Regions from separate parts of the Mus musculus genome. Here region 1 is linked to region 2. A link is a contact called in public HiChIP or PLAC-seq data. All regions are on one chromosome and are shown on one strand. Each heading gives the region's core, a stretch centred on a gene start, on an enhancer-like site or on the middle of the called end of the contact. The rest is flanking DNA. Distances are from core to core; before and after follow the strand shown. Region 1 holds the start of Tsc22d3 (TSC22 domain family, member 3). Region 2 overlaps Tsc22d3 (TSC22 domain family, member 3).

The links. HiChIP or PLAC-seq counts read pairs in DNA pulled down with a chosen protein or histone mark.
Region 1: a contact with region 2 is called in an H3K27ac HiChIP or PLAC-seq map of hepatocytes, with 3 times the contacts expected there. The contact joins the promoter of Tsc22d3 here to the enhancer-like site in region 2. A contact is called at or near these places in 13 of 39 promoter capture datasets (the 3T3-L1 cell line, 3T3-L1-derived adipocytes, the C10 cell line and 8 more), 63 of 484 Hi-C or Micro-C datasets (3T3-L1-derived adipocytes, 8-cell embryo, the AML12 cell line and 40 more), 7 of 115 datasets of contacts at active chromatin or transcription factors (bone marrow-derived dendritic cells, bone marrow-derived macrophages, cardiomyocytes and 4 more) and 3 of 9 other capture datasets (adipose tissue, liver and pancreatic islet).

Annotation. Positions count from the first base shown.
Region 1 is chrX:140,599,066-140,602,214 of GRCm38.p6, forward strand. Tsc22d3 (TSC22 domain family, member 3) reads right to left here and starts at 1,457. Exons shown (of 4, transcript NM_001077364.1): 1 at 1,372-1,457.
Region 2 is chrX:140,564,004-140,566,991 of GRCm38.p6, forward strand. All of the region lies in intron 2 of Tsc22d3 (TSC22 domain family, member 3), which reads right to left. Among named protein-coding and RNA genes, the nearest start is that of Gm39538, 31 kb to the left of the region's middle. Within about 2 kb of position 1,443, at least 20 of the 459 cell types and tissues checked have an H3K27ac peak or open chromatin away from gene starts, as enhancers often do. A contact at or near this core is called in hepatocytes and liver, where this site is marked.

The sequences.
Region 1 (3,149 bases), core at 207-2,706, 35 kb after region 2:
CGCGGCCGGTGGCCCAAGGGCGAGCGTGTGAGCTAGCCGCGAGCTCAGGAGTCCGCGCCGGGGCCGTGACAGCATGTAAATGAGCCCCGAGGGGCAGGCGGAGGACGCGCTGCCGCCGCCGCCGCCGCCGCCGCCGCCTCTGCCACTCGCCGCCGCCTCCCCGGCCGGAGCTTGAGGGGGCCCCCTGGCGCGCGGAGTTCTCCTCCCTCCGCTCCCCACACCGCCCGCCCGCCCGCCGGCCGCTCACTCGCACGCCCGTGCTCCTGAGGAGCCCGCCTCAAGCGGCTCCCCCGCGACGCGCGCCTCAGCAGCGCTGGGTGGCTTTGGCGCTCACCGCCTGAATGGCCGGGACGTCCAGCAGCGCGCGCCTCCCGCTGTCGTCTGGTGTCCCCCGCGGAGCCGCTCGCTCCTCTCCTGTCCGGCCCTGGCCGGCCGGCGGCAGTTATCTGTCCGCCCGTCTCCCCGCCCCCACCGCGCCTGAGACTCACGCAGCGCCCCCGCCCCCTCACCGCACGGGGTCTCGAGGGCTCTCCCGAGTGGGCCAAAGGTCGCCGCCGGGGCCGCTGCCGCCACCGCCACCGCTCGCTGAGGGGGGTGTCCCCCGGAGCGCCGGCGTTCGCGGCCCTGTCGAGAGCCACCGAGTCAGCGGGCGGCCGTCCGAGAGCGGCCCTTTAAACCGCCGCCCGCCCGCCCCGCCATGCAGCCCGGCTTTTCTTTTTTTTTTTTTTTCCTTTTTTTTCTTTTTCTTTTTGGGAAGCGCCAAGAGACCCAAGTGTCGAGGCCTCGGCGGTGGCTGTGGCGGCGGCGGCGCCACCCCCCAGAAAGTGCCAGAAAACACAAGCACCTGAGAAATGCCCCAACTCCAAACTCCCAAGAACCGAGTCCCCAGCGGCCCGAGCCCGCTCCTCCTCACTTGTCACCTCCGCCCCCTCCTCTTGAGCTCTGTTTCGCTCCCCACCCCGGGTCTCAGCCCCGAGTCCCCTTCGACGCCATCACTCCCGGTCCCCCGCTGTCCGCGCTGCGGGCTCCCCCGGGCCTTGCCTCTCCTCCCTCGCCGCGCGTCTCCCGCTCTTCCCGCTATTTTGGGCACCGGGCGTCTTTTTCTAAGTTTCTTCCCATGTTGGGCCGGGTCACTCCTTACTTTCCCCCACCTTGTCCCCTTCCCGTGTGTCGCCGCGCCCCTCCATTTCTGGCCGGCCCTCGCCTCCATTTCTCCGTTCGCGCCTTGACCCCCTCCCCTCTTATTTCCCTCCTTGATTTCTCTCCCCGCACCTCACCTTAGCGCCCCTCTTTCTCCTCACTCAGCTTGGCTGCTCTCTCCATGCGCCCCGACCCCAGAAAGCTGTCCCCTCGCGTCCCAAAGCCCCCTACCTGCCACTTCAGGTAAACCGGCTCCGTCGACCCCTCGAGAGACTTGCCCAGCAGCCCGCACGCACGCAGAGTGAGAAGGGGAGTGATGCGTCTGTCCCGTAATGGCGGCGGAGGGATCTGGGAGAATAAACCCGGGGCGGAGGTATAGTGAAAGGGCACATATAGGGGCCAGCCTGGTGCCCTGGGGTGATGCCCCTGCTGTCTGAGCTGCGGGGACGCGCAAGGTGACCATGTAAGACAGCTTTTTTAGAATGTCTCAGAACTTAGAACATGTCGAATGCGGAGCATTTGAGCAGTTTTTGAGTCTTGGACAAATGAAAACCCGTTCACAATATTCAGGGGGTTTTTATATAAAACCCAAATAAATTTCTATTTATTCCTACTCCTTTACAACCCCCCTCCGCCCCCTTCATTTGCTTCATTCAAGAACCCAGGGCATTTGAAATACAGCAGTATATGCTGCCATCTTCTGCCCAAAACCTGAACTATTTTCTGTTCCCGTGTAAGGTTCCGCCGCTCAGCGGGACACTACAGGTGCCTCCTGGTGGAAGAATCCACTGGGACTCCAAGCCGGGGCAAGAGTTGCTCAGTTTTAAGAAAGCTGAAGTTCCAGTTGCCTGAACCCTGATAAATGTGACTTAAATACGTTTGAAATTTCCTAGACTACTGTGGCAGAGCGCACCCCAAGATCCCAGCTACTCGCAAAGCGGAAGCAGGCTTGTTTGTGTCAGGCCAGGCTGAACTAAACAGTGAGATTGTCTCAAAAAACACAAGCCACATAAAACGAGCCTTCAAGCCACCCCTGAAATTAATTAGGAGCAAAGTGCAGCCAACTAATTCCTGTTTCCCACTCTTTGCAACTGTTACATGAGGCCCAAAATATGGGTAACTGGGGAAGGCAGTACTCTGTGCTATAGTGGCTAGAGACCCCAAATCGTGCTGTATCTCCAGTTCCTGAGAGGATCCCAAGGCCCAGGATGAAAGAGGATTGTGGCTATTGCGTAAAGCACTATACCCGAGTATATATACATCCCCATAGACTATGAAACTTCTATTTTTTTCTCTTAAAAGCCCATCACGTCATTTTTCTTGTATTTCCTTCTTCTTTTTTTTTAAATGTTCTTGGATAAAAGCCAGAGGAGGTAGTAGAATATAAAATTTCATCTGCATTGTGTAGATTTATAGCCTTCTGAATTGTTTTTTAATTACAGTGTTTATTATTTTCCTTCTTGTTTATAATTATTTTATGTTAACTCTTATAATAAAATATATTAGTTCCATAAATGTTTATTTGCGTTTTGGGAACAGCTAGACCTTTTGCTTCTATGTTTGCCTGAGCCCTCTTATCTTTGTGTAACCTTGGGATGAGGCCCTGGTGGAAGTATTTTCTTCTTGACATTTGGCACCATTAAATTCAAGATTTTTGTCCCCTTGACATTTCCCTGTTGTGTAGTCCTTGCTCTCAAGAAGTATTGTTAATAATTCGGGACAGATTTGCCCAACATATCAAGACTGATCAAGAGCAAATAAAGTTGGGACACAGAAAAATCTAAATAGTACAGAGATAGAGTTCAGAGAGCCGCCATTTCTGTGCATACAAGTCCAGCCTGTGTTGACAGACTGCATACCTCGTGAGGGAAGGCTGACTGGACAGGGCCTCCTGGGCTCTCCTCTGTGAAGCCTTGCTTTACTGTCATACACTGTAGTGGATGGAGAGATTCCAAGCAAATGGTCTTGCATAGATTCAGAATGCAGGGGCCTGGGGCACTAGCAGACAA
Region 2 (2,988 bases), core at 193-2,692:
GCTCTCAGACTGCAGTGAGTCCTTTGCCCAGACATCCTCCCCACCACACCATAGTTATACCCACTTTCTCTATATATACATAGAAGGTGGGTCACTCCATACTATTTTCTGGCAGGGTTTTTTTTTTTCATGTCCTCACCCCCCCTGAACTGGTTCTGCCATGGAAAGAAGTCTGTCTTCCTGGAATGTGTAGTAGTAGATACAACCTTTCTATACAAGAGTATTACAAATTTATTCTAGACTGCATTCACTTGACAATACATGTTGAATATCTACTGAGTGTCAGCAGATACTGGTATAATTCTATCAACTGTATTTTGTGCAGTTTAATACTAGAGCACCCCATGAGCTCATTTCCATGGAATACCCACAGGACTTGATAAATAGCAGATCTCCTGCTTGAAAGGAAACTCAAAGAGATGAGATGTCAAATAGGTCCTGGGACTGAATATGTGCCATGCTGTGGGTACCTGAGTTTTGGGACAGAGGTACCTGAAATGAGGTAGGAGATGTTCCTTGTATATAAACTCCCAGAACCAGGTACAAGTTTACTGTCCCAGAGAAGATGTCCTGTGTGGTTGTGAGGTGCAGAAGTTAAGACAGTATCAACGAGTTGCATGGATAAGGAACAACTGTACTCTCTGCCATTCTGACAGCACAGATCTCTGCCTGTTGACTTCCAAAGAAAATTAAAGAATTTACCCATCTTTTCTGATATGTCTTCTGGACCTTCAAGCTTGGTTGTGTTAACTGTCAAAATGCATCCAGGTTACTTAATGGCAATGAGGTAGCTGGATAAAACTTCCTGATTAAACACCTAACCTCCACTTCTCAGCTGTATGAACAAGGTTTTGCAGCTCATCTCCTAGGCAAGGCTTTGGCCCTGTGCCTATTCTCCCAACCCTGCCCTCTGGGTGATCTTGCTCAAGGACACCAAGGGAGTTGGTGGCAGAGGCTGGGAGCACAGCCCAGGCTTCCTGGATCCTGGCCTAGCACTGTTGCCACCAGACCCCATTGCCGCTTTCTTTCCTCTCTTGCCCTTTATGCTCAGTCTGCACCACCCTGGAGGCACATATCCCACACTCCACAAGCTTTCACTGGGTGAGACATTTCTGTTCAACACCAGTCAGCAGCCCAGCCATATGGGGCATAGGGAGTCTGTCTGTCTGCTATCCAAAGAGCCAAGTCTGAGACAGGATGGAGAAGGACCAGCCATACAGCTGGTCTAAGATGAGCAGATCTGGATCTTTAAGGCAGTCATTTTTATCTGAGGCCCTAAGTATGGTCTCTGAGCTTGGCTTCTCAGAGCTATGGCCAGGTCCCTGTGGGTAACCTACTCCCAGCCTTGTTGCTATGACACATGGCTCTACAAGTGCTGAGTGGCATTGTTGGGGCCGGATGCAAACAGCACGCAGCAGGGTCTAGCTGTGCGCCAGTTGGCCAGCTGACATTTCAGGGTCCAAAGAGCTTGTGTGTACTGGACAAGCTGTTTATTGTGGTGTTGGCACTGCCCAGTCCTTCAGACAGCAACAAATGCTCTCAAACTAGAAAAGGAGAGGAAATAAGAAATCAGTGGTAGCCAAGGCAGACCTGAAATCTCTTCCCTCTTGCCATTTGCTCCTCACAGCTGAATGCTGGTGGTGCCAACCATTAGAAGTACTCTTTGAGGGATCTAGAGGAATCAAGTCCCTCAAACCTCCATTTGTAAAGACAAAATCAATTCCATGTAGGCCTCCTTATTTCCAGAGGTTCCCTGCTAATGGCAGGTTAAACAATCTGTAGTTGGGTTAGGAACAAGAAACTTTTGTGGTCACAAAGTTTACTATGTAGAGGAACTGGCATTCCAAGGCTGTAGGCACACACTCACATTCTCTCATAAACAGACAGTGATAGAAGTAGTACTCCTTTTGAGTCATATTCCTGGTACTTTAAGATGTACTTAAACTTGAGCACACACTGGGAAATATGTGGCAAGGAATGTGTATTATTAGCACATAGGGCAGGAAGGAAACTTGAAACAGATGAGACCCGAAATGAGGGAAGTAAGCAAGTCAGGTTAGAGATGTTATGGTGAACTTTCCAGAAAACATTTGGCCCCTAACTTAGGAGCCAGTGTAGTCTATGTCGCAAAGGAGAAATTACTTGGGACAGACATGATCGGGCAGGCACTGAACTGAGAGTTAGGCTCTACTTTATTGCTCCTTGTTCCATTCAAGATTGTAGTTGCCAGGGTTTGACAAATGCAATTACTTGAAAGGTCTTCAAAGTGTTCTAGTCAGGGTGTCTGGTTTTTCATAAAGTCAGCTCTATCACCCCATCTGTGTGGGACCAACTCCCTCCACTACCACACAAATACAGAGGAATAGTAATAAAAATCATCAGCTAGTGATCATTGAGTATCTGCTTTGTACTGAATAATGTCCAAAGCACTTTATGTATAATACATATGTAATCACAATTAGACCTCCCAAAGTCTTATGGTTAATATTATCTGTACCATTTCAATTCACACAGAGAGAAGCTGATGCTCAGAGAGTGAATAACTAAAAGTTGTATCAGGTTTAGGAAGTGACTGACTAAGGATTCAGGTCTGGTTCCAAACAAAGTGTATGCTCATTATGCTTCAGAGCCACTTGTGATTAAGAGGAAGAGTGCTCTCCTTTGTAGAAGCTTCAGGGAAGGTGAAAGGGAAGACTGGGAAGGAAGATTCGAGATCTTGGCCAGGGTAGAACCATAATGTTAAGTGGGACAGGGATGATGGGCAGAACAATACCTCTGAGATGCCAGCTCCAAGACCATTCACATTTTTTGCTCATTAGTACTCAGTGAAATTTGGCTGAAGGACAAAGAAGTCCAACGTGGTGACTTTGAACAATAAATACATACCAAGTTTACTGATTCCCACTGATTTAAATCCTTAAAGTGAGTATCTCTGGTGTTTAGGTCATTGATTACTTAAGCAGTCAGTATATGCCCACCACTTGGTGA